Regions from separate parts of the Mus musculus genome. Here region 1 is linked to region 2. Evidence: chromatin contacts called from public HiChIP or PLAC-seq data. All regions are on one chromosome and are shown on one strand. Each heading gives the region's core, a stretch centred on a gene start, on an enhancer-like site or on the middle of the called end of the contact. The rest is flanking DNA. Distances are from core to core; before and after follow the strand shown.

What was found. HiChIP or PLAC-seq counts read pairs in DNA pulled down with a chosen protein or histone mark.
Region 1: a Foxp3 HiChIP or PLAC-seq map of regulatory T cells shows a contact between it and region 2, with 5 times the contacts expected there. The contact joins two enhancer-like sites. A contact is called at or near these places in 1 of 15 datasets of contacts at CTCF or cohesin (CD8 T cells), 3 of 484 Hi-C or Micro-C datasets (the HPC-7 cell line, Th1 cells and nephron progenitors), 4 of 115 datasets of contacts at active chromatin or transcription factors (CD8 T cells, craniofacial prominence, oligodendrocyte precursor cells and 1 more) and 3 of 9 other capture datasets (adipose tissue, liver and pancreatic islet).

Annotation. Positions count from the first base shown.
Region 1 is chr8:81,763,077-81,769,101 of GRCm38.p6, reverse strand. It overlaps Inpp4b (inositol polyphosphate-4-phosphatase, type II), which reads right to left. Exons shown (of 25, transcript NM_001024617.3): 6 at 890-1,008. Among named protein-coding and RNA genes, the nearest start is that of Gm25267, 390 kb to the left of the region's middle. Within about 2 kb of position 1,536, at least 162 of the 459 cell types and tissues checked have an H3K27ac peak or open chromatin away from gene starts, as enhancers often do. A contact at or near this core is called in regulatory T cells, where this site is marked.
Region 2 is chr8:81,570,636-81,576,648 of GRCm38.p6, reverse strand. The region is part of intron 2 of Inpp4b (inositol polyphosphate-4-phosphatase, type II); the gene reads right to left. Among named protein-coding and RNA genes, the nearest start is that of Gm51582, 230 kb to the right of the region's middle. Within about 2 kb of position 4,143, at least 5 of the 459 cell types and tissues checked have an H3K27ac peak or open chromatin away from gene starts, as enhancers often do. A contact at or near this core is called in regulatory T cells, where this site is marked.

The sequences.
Region 1 (6,025 bases), core at 287-2,786, 200 kb before region 2:
CATATCTCTTATTCTCTAAGGTCATGAAATGTCTCTCAAGAACAAAATGATCTAAAGGGAAACCCTTGTCTTTTTGAATCTGAGCCAGCACAATATTGTATTTCCTTCAATACGTGGTGAATGTTGTATTAGCAACAATAAATGGAAGCAGGGAATCTCTCATCTCATGAGTGATATTTACAATGTCTGTCTGGAAACAAATGGCTAATCAAGTTAGTCACTTACTGTTCTTTAGAAAACACAGTACTTTGAAATGCATACCTAGCAGAGAATATAAAGTATTTACTGTTGGACTAGACTGGGCCCCCGGGTGTGAGGGGAGAGCAAAAACCTCTTCACTTGTTTTGAACTATGTGGGTACTTTATTCTTTTTCCCTCATTAAATATATTCATTCCACTGTATTTAAAATCAACATAGATAATGTACATAGAGAAACACAAATTTCTAGACAAACATTCTGTTCTGTTTGGGAATTCGGAGTGGAAAGCTTTTTTCTGGAAGAAAACTAAAATCTTTCAATGAAAAGTCCAGTTCTTCTCCATGTGTTTACTCTGCATGTGCTTAGACATTTCAGATCTGTGTTCCTTAATGACAGACAAAAGCAACAGCCAGCAAGAGACCACAAGTTAACTCAAGTCAGCTGTTCAGAGGGGCGGAGGGGCAGGAGAGAGCAAGAGGTGGGGGGAGGAGAGAGCAGGAGCACAACACACACACAGAGACAAAAGCTTGCACAGAAAGAGAGTGGGGGGAGGGAGAGAGAGAGAGAGAGAGAGAGAGAGAGAGAGAGAGAGAGAGAGAGAGAGAGAGAGAGAGAGAGAGAGAGAGAGAGAGAGAGAGAGAGGCAAAGGTGGACAGAGTCAGAGAGAAACACGTGCAAGCCAGGCTCACCTCCACAATTTCTGTGCTGGAGTACCTCGTCAGGGTCTGCTCCACCGGGTGGATTACTGAGATCTGGACTACTGTATTCAGTTTCCGATCACTGACAGGAGCCACAAGATCCCTGCAGGCTGGCAACAGCAAAGGAAAAAGAAAGAGCAGGAAAAAAAAATAGAAAAAGAAAGAAAGAAAGGAACTCAGTCGATCTCTCTAGGCAAACTTCTGAGCAGAGCTGAAATCAACTTTGTCTAGCCGGTGAAGGAAATCTCCTGGCTCTCAGCTGGCTTTACAGAGGAAGTCTCTTGGAAGTACCTTACAGAAATAGGAAGTCACGTGCTGCCAAGCTGAATTGAGAGTTCATTTCCACTGACCACATTTGCAGCACATGCAAGTCTTGAGTGCTCCGGGATGGCAGCTCCAGTGTGTGAAAATGTAGACACACACAGCCAGGGAATGTGAGGGCTCTAATTAGCCAATAACCCCTAGGGCTTCTTTCACACTCTTGCATGAAGTAAGTTGATTTGGGCCACAGCCAGGAAACTAAGATGTCTCTTGTTGACACTGGCTGGGTTAAGTCAAATGTCTGAATGTACGCCTCACAATCCTCTACCTGGTCCTCTATAGTCCTCGGCACTGAGGAAACAGGAAGGCTGATTACTCTGCCACAGCGGAGCTTAGGCAGAAGAGGAAGCAGCCAGGGGTTAAAGAGCCCTCTGTCTGGACTTCAGGACCATCCAGAGAGAGAGCAACTTGGTAATTGTTGCCCAGGGGCCCCACATTCTACGAGCTTTTCCTTGACACAGCCTGGCTCCTGTTACAGCGCCAGCTACAGGACTACATTCCCTGGAGTGTTTTCCTCTGTTGCATAGCATTTTCTAGTTTTGGAAAGGAACAAAATAGCAGGAATAAAAGATACTCCCTTTCAATAAGTCTAGTATCTACTCTCTTCCCTACTTTCCACCTCTGATTTTGAAATAGTATTTCTACTTCTTGAAATTGACTGTGATTAAAAAGTCCCCTTTGTTCAGCAGACGCAGTTTCTGGTAAAGGGGAAGCAGCCCCATAAGTGGTTCGCAGTGATGGTGTCCAGGGTTCCACACCATCCCTATCCCATTCAGGGACCAAGAAGACAGGCAGAGGAGGGGGTGGCTTTACCCCCTGCAATGGCACCTCTGCAGTTTGCAGGGGCACTGGGACAAAGGTAATACTCCTTAAATTTGAAAGTTGAAAGCAAAGCAATTTATAGATGTAATTATCACCTTTCAATGGCTTGCAGAGCACCTTATTTATAGAAGGGGAATGAGAGAAAATACAGGCCCTTTCAAAGGAAACCCATCTGGCTTAGGCCCACTTCTGATAAATGCTGGGGGGATGCGGTGTGTGGGGGGTGTTATTTAACTTTTTAATGTCTTGAAAAACTTTTGGAGTTTTATTCCTGTCTGGTATTTTGTTGTTAAATTTTTCTTACTGAAATCATATGCCTTAAGCAAAACAAAAGAAGCTAAGGAAGGCATGGGTGGAGAAAAAATAGCTACCGCTTATTTAACCTTCCCTGTTTTGAGGAACTCTGCTCATTAGCTATATCAAAATATCCTTCTCTCCATTTCTGTCCTTGGCATACCAACCTGATCTCTGGTAGAGTGCATCGGCCTTTGGGAGACCCTCTAACACTACTATTTGTTGCTCACCCTGATAAATCTACATTTAAAGATAATCAAACAAAAACCCACCTACACATGGTTTCAATAATATCAATATACCACTGGAAAATGTCTTTCACTGAAAGGTTTCCTGCTCTTCGGTGGTTAGTTTGATCATTTCCTTGCCTTGCCTTATGATGTGCATTTCATTTTAGCACTCTTGCTTTTCTCTTCGCTGTGAACCTCTACTGAAGCTGACAAGCATCTTGGGAGTTTAAAGCGAGGGGCTTTGGAGTTTCACATGCATACACCTCGCCCACTCTCTGGTGGCAGCTTTCCCTCTGTCTTATGAGTGCTTGACATCTTTGATCAAAATAAGTCACATCCCTTCTGAGTTCTTATCAGGCTTCGCTGTGGCTGTGGTTATTCCCAGAAGTGAGCAGCTATTCTGTTCCAACAGAGAGCCTCTCAGCTGCACTTCCTACAAGAACAGACAGCACACAAAATTCAAGGTTCTGTGCAGTTCTTCAGATGGCCCTGATAGTGGGCAAGGACGAAGACTGGCAACTTAACAATTTGTATGCAGCTACTGTCTGTGCAGCAATAGTGATGTTGAAGCTGAGCTCTCATCTCCATTCTTCCTAACAAACAGCTCCCAGCCTTTACTGTTTTTTTACCACTAAGGTAGCAAGAGGCATATAGAAATCCTGAAATCAAACAGAATTCCTGAAATGGAGGCTTAGTTTTCTTCTTTTCTAGTGTTATGGCACAGAGTAAATAAAACAAAATGTCACTCCACTGCCTCAACTGTCAGGGTGTAAAAGCCATGTGTTTCTTATAAATGGACTTTTATATGCTAAACTAATAGTAATATTAAATACTAATTAAATACTATATTAAATACTAATATAACATGATCAATAATCATGTTATATTAATATTTAAGAGTATTTGTTGTTGTTATGTAACATACATCTTACTGAGATAGTTCTACTCAGATGACTGTTACAGAGCCAGATCTCCATATGAATATGAGTGTATATGACACACTTCCTGTCAAAGTGAAGAAGATGCGCATGGGTCTGTGTCCCTGCTACTGCCCCTGAAGGACTACTGAAGGCTGAATCACTGGGCACTGCAAAGAGATGATGCTCATTTGAATGTTATGAAATCTAATCTACATGGGATTATTTAGTAGTTAATAAAGAACTATGGGGGCTTGAATGAGAATAGTCCCCATGGTCTCACATATTTGAATGCTTGGTCCTTAGCTGGTGCGACTACTTGGGAAGGATTAATAGCTGTGGCCTTGTTGGAGAAGGTGTGTCACTGGGGTGAGCTTTCAGGTTTCAAAAGACTTGTATGACTCCCAAGGCTTTCTCTCTGCCTCCTGTTTCTGGGTCAAGATGTGTGCTCTCAACTGTTCCTATGTTCCTGCTCCATCATCATGGACTCTAAGACTCTAAAACCACTATACAAATGAAACTCTTTCTTCTACAAGCTGCCCTGGCCATGGTTTATTATCATAACATTAGAAAAATGACTAAGACAAGAACCCTAAGTATGTGCTTACAAAATCTAAGAATGTTATATCCATATTCCAAAGCACCTTATCCCTTCCTGTTAACACATGAAACTCTACTCCAAGAGTCCCTTAGATACTAGGCTTTCCTTGATGTGTAATGCTAGAAGACTACATATGGTGTTTGGGGAATTTTGCTTCTATTTTATTTAAGAATTTGCCTCAAACCATCCAAAAGCTTATGAGTATTTGCTGGTGACTAGAGAAGGGAGAGACTATGTTTTAGTCTGGTACAGTGCCTGTGTCTTTATAAATAGCACCATTCTAAGAAGGAACACTAATTAAACACACTAGGCCATTAAATTGGGATGGAGAATGGACTCAGTGGGAGTATCATGGAGACAGAGGAGAGGAGTAAGTGATAAATTGATCAAATATGTGTATGCCTGAAAATGTAGCATATATATCTACTCATCTTAGGTATAGGTAATTTATGCTACTAAATTAAGAATTCCTAAAGACTAAATGGTTGATTAAAAAATAATTCTAATTCTAAATTAAGTGGGTACTGTCAAGTGATCCACTCATCTGTAGATTTTAACCTTTACTTCTGCCTCCTTAATGTGATTTCTTTGGGCTGAGCTATTAAAAAACATTTCCCAAGATCAAGAGTTTAAATATCCAGATGTTAAAAGGTTGGGATGAAAGTGTGTGTATGTCCATGTGCGTATGTCCATTGACTGACTGGTTTATATGACAAAGTAGAAAGTAGGGAAGGATGCATAAGTTTTATAAATTGTAACTTTATGGTTTTTCTTTTTTTTAAGATTTATTTATTTTATCTATATGAGGATATTGTAGCTGTCTTAAGATATACCAGAAGAATGCATCAGATCCTATTATAGATGGCTCTGAGCTACCATGTGGTTGCTGGGAATTGAACTCAGGACCTTTGGAAGAACAGTCAGTGCTCTTAACCACTAAGCCATCTCTCCAGCCCAACTTTATGTTTTTTCATAAATATCTAAGCTAATTATAAATGATTCTTTTCCTGGTAACTTGATGTAGTATCCAGAATTAGGAGGGCTTACTTTCTTCTTCCAATGATGTTGAACAGGATACTGATAAAACATACTTCCTCTGGGCTTGGTAAAAGAGCCAGGCAGCTTTACTCTCTTAGAAAGAAATACTCACTAGAAGAGTAATGATGATCAGAAAAAAATAATAATAAAATAAATGAAGCCTTTGTGTCTTGGGAGGAGACAGCTTATTTAGCCTGATTCTAGCACTTGTTCAAACTATGAAATCCCAGTCACTGGGTAAGCAAACACTAGAAGAACAACATAGTATCCACCCTCTCTACTCAACTCAGCCTGAGTGCTAGAATTTTTCAGCATCAGTTCTGGAAACTTGTGGCATGGCTTAGATGTCCAAAAAGTGTAAAGACTTATTTTTGCTCCCATAATTCTTCTATTATTGGACGATCCTGAGGTCAAAGAGCAGGCATCTTCAGGTCTGTTCTTAAGGACTCCACCATCCATAAGATGTTCTTATTACTGAGTAAAACATCACCTTCTGTCCATGCAGTTCTCTAGACCATGCCATGCCTATTAGGGTCAGAGAACATTTCTATCACTAGCCAACGTTAGCTAAAAGCTGAAAAGTTTCTCCTGACTCACAGCAAAGAATAACACAGCTGTCAAATTCACAGGGGTCTGAACCTTATAATGGATTGAAGTGTTAAAATAAGCATGCCAGGGTGCAGGGTTGTGGGAGGACAGGGTGTAAGCTTTAGGGTAGCCTGTGTTTGTAGACAGCCCAAGCAATCATCTCATGCACTCTAAGACCTATTCTTCTGTGAAGCTCAGTCATTTTTCTTGCCTCACGAGCTTTCAGTGTTTGTCACAACTGGCAAAGTCTACTTTCTTTCCCTAAGAATTAACTAGATCAGGAGTGTATGTTTGTGGTGTGTTTGTGTGTGTGTGT
Region 2 (6,013 bases), core at 2,894-5,393:
GCTGTGTGTGTGTGTGTGTGTGTGTGTGTGTGTGTGTGTGTGTGTGTGTGTGGTGTACATGCACATACACATGTATATGGAGTTTGTTAATTAATTATTGCTGTTTACATTTAAAATAGTTCTATTTAGAAAATGCTAAATTGTCAAGAATGTCACCTGAAATGTTAGAAGAACCATAGTTGCAGGATATGAGCTTCCGCACAGTAAGTAACCAATAGCTTTGCTACATACTAGCAATTAATAATTGGAATTTCAAGTTAAAAACAACTGTCAATTATAACAGCAAAAATAAAATGTGTACAAAATATTTCCAGGCTTTACATGTGTCAGTCTGTAAATATTTAGTGAAATTAATTGTTACATTTAAATAAGTAGATATGTCATGATCATAAATTAAAAGGACATAAGATTTTAATTCTTCCAAATCAATCTACATACTTAGAAAAAAATTCATAAAAATCACAGTTATCTGTTAGAGATACCAAACTGACCCAAATGCTCTGGTAACAGAAGGTAATACTGAAACGTAGGAACAGAGCTAAAAGCTCCCTGAAAATAAAATTTTACTATCTAAATAATTTTCTGTGTATGAAAAGTACTGAATAAACAGCAAACTTCTAAAAAGACTCAATACAAGAATACAAGTCATAGTAGCGATACAAGACATACAGTCAGACAGCTGTGAGAAATGTCTGGGAATTTGTTGTATTTGAAAACTTGTCACCAAATTCACAATGATCTAGACCAGCACTTCCCAACCTGCACGACATTCACCCTTTCAAAAGCATTGCCGAAGGTCATTGTTAAACACAGATATGTACATTACAATTCATAACAGTAGCAAAATTACAGTTATGAAGTAGAAATGAAAGTAATTTTATGGTTGGAATAACCACAACATGTGGAACTGTATTGGAGGGTGGCCACACTAGGAAGGTTGAGAAACACTGGCCTAGGTTTTTCCTCTTTTCTATTGAAACATTTGTAGTTTTGAGTTTCACACTTAGGTTGATGGTTAAGTATAAGATTGTGCTGAATATTTAAACCAAGAAATACTCAAAACATCAGAGGTTGAAGTTCATGACCTGCTAGCTCATGTGGAGCTAAGCATCATGATAGGGGAAGCATGAGACACAAAAGGCTGCTCATCCCATGGGGGTCAGGAAGCAGAGAATCAGAACCAAGGGCAGCGTGTGTATACTGGCTTCCTTCCACTTCTGCTTCATTCCACTCTGGCCACCAACCTACTTAGTACAAATGGCCACATTCCTGGTAGCCCCTTCTCCATTACTCTCCCAGAATGTCAACCATGTCTAGAAACTTCTCAAAGACCTTTCTAGAAACTCAAAGGTGTTCTGCAACATGATTGCATTGACAATTACAAATCAAGATCATCCATGGCCCAGAGCAGTCATATTTACTAGCAGTCATATTTAATGACAAAGGACTAGTAAAACAGATGAGTGTAAGTGAGCCCAGAGCCCAGAAAAAGAATCACATAAACACAGCTGACTCATCTTTGGCAAAGAAACAAAGGCAATTCAATGGTGAAGGCATAGTCTCCCCAACCATTTGCCACAATGTACACATATCCATATGCAGAAAATGAACCTGGGTGAGGCCTCACACCCATGGCAAACCTAAATGCAATACTGAACGTAGACTACAAAACTCCTGAAGACCAAGAAACTATGGGAACAGATCTGGGTGACCTTGAATTTGGTGATAAGTTTTAAGCAACAGTATGACTGTGAAAGAAAATGTGATAACTGGACATTGATAACTTCAAAATTTCTCTGCAAAACATATGGTAAAGAGTTACAGAAAAGGAGAAACTATTTGCAAAATATTGTTCCTGATTTATATCCAAAACATAAAAAAAATAATTTTCTTTAAAATTAAGCATAAGATAAAAACTTCAGAATTAATAATAGACTATCTTGTACGGATAACTTGCTAAACAAGATAAACTGCTTAAAATATTATATAAAGTAATGAGCAAGATAATTTTCATTAGGGAATACAACTTATAGAAAATGAGATACCACTGCAAATCTGATATAGTGGTTAAAATCTAATAATCATAGTGCTGATTATAATAACTATTGTGATAAAGGTGCAGAGCAGCAGGACCATTAATTCCTTAATGGTGAGAGTACCACTACTCCGGAAGTTAATTTGACAATATGCTACACTGCTAGAGATAGCTTTATCATACAACCTAGCAACTGTGCTCAGAAGCACTTACCAAACTGATGTGAAATCCTGTGTTTACCCAGAAACTGAATACATCATTTTTGTGCTGTGAATGATCAGCCACACTGGAATAAATTAAAATTTATTTCAATGGGAGAATATATAAACACACTCATTTGTAATGAAATAATACATTACACAGCAAGATGAAGGTTTTTAAGTATTGGATAATTTAGGAGTCTTATTGCCAGTTGGAAGAGACCCATCTGAAAAAATTATGTGCCATTCTGGGGAAGATAAACTGATAAACTGTGCAGATAGTTAAAGCCATAGTGCTAGAGACATGAGTGGAAGACTGACCAGGTAGAGCATGGGAGATTTCTAGAGGAATTAAATTATTTTGTAGAATGTTATTGTGATGGACATACTATATTATGTCTTTCTCTAGGTCCATAGTTATTCACAACCCAAAGGGCAAACCTTGTCTGCAGATTTATTGTCAAATCCATTAGGACACCATGGGGGTCTCAAGATCAATGCAGAACATAAAAAGCAAATCTAGTTGTATTTTGCATATGTCAAACAATTGAACCAAAGGCCACAGGAGCTGAACATAAACACTGTCCCAGCTGATAGACAATGTCCCCACTGGATTTCAGGTTTGCAATTCTGATACTACTATTCATAGAAGCCAGCAGAGTAGAGCAGATGGTAAAAGCCAGTCTCCTTACTGTTGACAAGAAAACTCATAGATTATCCAAGTGCAGCAGTATGAAATCACATCAGTTAGCTAGAGTCTAGATAGGTAGATAAATTGTGTGTGTGTGTGTGTGTGTGTGTGTGTGTGTGTGTGTGTGTGTGTGTGCGTGTGTGTGTACGGTTGACATGGTAAATAATAGATGTTAATCAAATATATTCATATTTACAAATATGAATACACACACAGATTTATGTAAAACCGTGTGTTTCCTTGCTATGTCTATGGACAGGATCCATCTCCACTGACACTTAAGTAGCAACAAAGCCCACATGATGTCAAGTTCTGTTTTTCAACACTCTTCTCTAAGACAACAAGTAACAGAGTTCTTTGGGGACATGGGTAATTTTCTGGCTAAGAACATGGAATGCCAGAAACACAGGAAGTGTTCTTAAAGAAATACATGAGCCAAGAGAAAGCATGAGAATGCCCTAGATAAAACTCAATAGAAAAACATTTTTACAAAATGTCTAGTCTACACCGTCAGAGTCATAAAAGCTAGGAGGTATAAGACCTCTATAAATATTTACTTTTCTGTTGAGAACAGTAAGAACTTTATTTCTAGTGAATCATTTGCTTCTCACAAAAAGTCCTGTAAGGTAGATGCTATTTTTATTGTCATTCACAGAAAAAGCAATTTCACCAAGAATCATGTCTTATAACAGAGTTGAGAGTATGGTCACTTTATTGGCCACATCCATTGACTAATGGCATGGGTCACATAATCATAGAGATGTTACATAACTGTTGATGGTACCACAGGTCTACTACAGAATAGAACAGGGCTTTTCCTCTGACTGTTATCTGTAAGAAATCTCAGGTTTTGTGGTTATAACAGTTTTCATTTGTTCTGTTGTTATTGTTGTTGTTTTCCTTGAAATAAAATGTGTATATGGGTGTATTTTCTTCAATAAGTAACTGAATTGTTTTGAAGGCTGTCAGTGCCTACATTTTGTAGTGTGGGGTAGATTGTGCAGTCATTGCTGTCTCTCCCTGTAGGATCTCTTTCTATCTGTGCCTCTGTCTGCTATGAAAGAACCCTTAGATAGTGCCCCTCAAGTCCCGCCCAATAGATATCTTTATACCAGCAGCCTGCACAACTGCAAACTAATGTGTCAATGACCAATATCATGAACAATGGACCTTTTCTAGTCTCTCTTCTGTGGATGCTGTTCTTCTTAGCTGCTTGATGTGGTAAAAAGCATTCAAGCTACTCAAAATGGTAGAAGATCCAAGACTAGATAAGAGTGGTGCTGTTTGCTTTCATGATAGTGAAATAAATATAGATGTATAGAGTAGAATTACTTCAACAAAATTTATTAAATAAAGTTTGATATTCAAATGAGTTTTTAATTTTACTCCTGGCCAGCAGATATAAACAGAGGCACTGACTGAGCCTGGAGTCATCCCAGATATCACAGGTAAACTTAGACATGGATAAGTGGAAACTCAGTTATCAGGTGGCTCCTTTCTTCCACACTTCCCTTCAGCAAACCTGGCATTTTGGCCACTTAGAATCACTTTCTATAGTATAAGTCTTCCTCCTCTTGTGTTTAGTTTGTTTTCTAACTCATCTTCTGACAATTTCATTTCTTCTGAATCTGATGCATTTTCCTCCACACTCCATCTATCTCATCTACCCATCTTTCCCACCAAAACCTTTCTCCCAGTGGTCCTCCTTCCACTTTTGTGTCTTGATATTTAACCTATTGAGGCTGGTTGCCTGTACATAAATAGAAAGCTCATTTTTCTTTGTAAAAAAAATGTCCTTAATTTCCTTTCTTACCTGCCCTGTGATTCTGCTATTTATGTGATTTCTGATCTCCTGGGTGTGAAAAGGTCATACAACATGTGTTGGACCCATAATGTGTGGGCATAGGATACTGTATAACAGGGGAGGACTGACTCTCAAAAGATGAAGCAGCTCCCTCCTCTTTCTAAATGCAAAAGATAAATAAATAAGTTTGGGGTTTGTTTTGTTTTAATTCAACAAAAAGTAACTGAAACTAATACTTAAAACCAATCCATTTTCCTTCCTATAACTTTACTGACACTTCAATGACCACAATAGAAGTCATTTGGTATTTATTTAGGATGCAAGCTTTTTAAACCATGCTGGTTTTAAAACCACCATAACTCTCAATAAATGACCTGTCTACTCTCTCTAAAACGGGCAGCTCACCCTGACCTGCAGTTGCACAAACTAAAAGACATCATTCCCACCTTTTGTTCTGATTTTTAAAGTGACATCTGACTTGTTCTCAAATAAGGAGCATCTTTTTCTTTGTCCTGTTACAGTTCAGTTATTAAAACTGTTACCATGATGATGATGATGATGATGATGATGATGATGATGATGATGATGAGAGTAATGGGCTGGAAGCTCACATGCTGTCACTCAGTGTTCACAACACCAAAGTGCATGATACTGTAGGAAGTGAGAGCTCTGCTTTGGCTTCACCCAATAGGAAGAAAAAAGACCAGCACTCTACTTTGAGATGTGATTGATAGCAAAGCCTACAGGATTTCTTGCTTATTTTTTAAATCTATTTTAATGTTCAAATTAAAAGGTTACTGTTTCTTTAAAGGACCTTATTCTGATCCATGTCCTGTGCATTCCATGGCTGTGTACATGAATAACAAATGTACTAACAGGGCATCATACCTGTGGGTGTCACTACTACCCACATTTGCTGGCTGTCAGGACTAAAGAGTTCCTGAACCTTATACCTTTCAGGAAAAATCAGAGGGAAGATTTGAGACAAACATAGCAGCATAGACAAACCAGGCCAGGTGATCTTCCCCCTGAACTGACTCAGAATCCTCTATATTTTAACTAGATAACCTCCTCCTGTGAGCGGATTAAAATTGGAAGGTGGTTGTCAGCAGGTTTCAAAGGCAGGCTTGATGCCATATAAATCCCTTTATCTGTAAGTATCTTTCCATTTGGGGAAAGTTAATGAATACAGTGATAAGTGTCATTTAAGAATCTCTGGTAACTCATTAGCAATTTTGTTCACAGTGTCTAAGGCCGCCATGCCTTTCCTGAGACACAGAGGG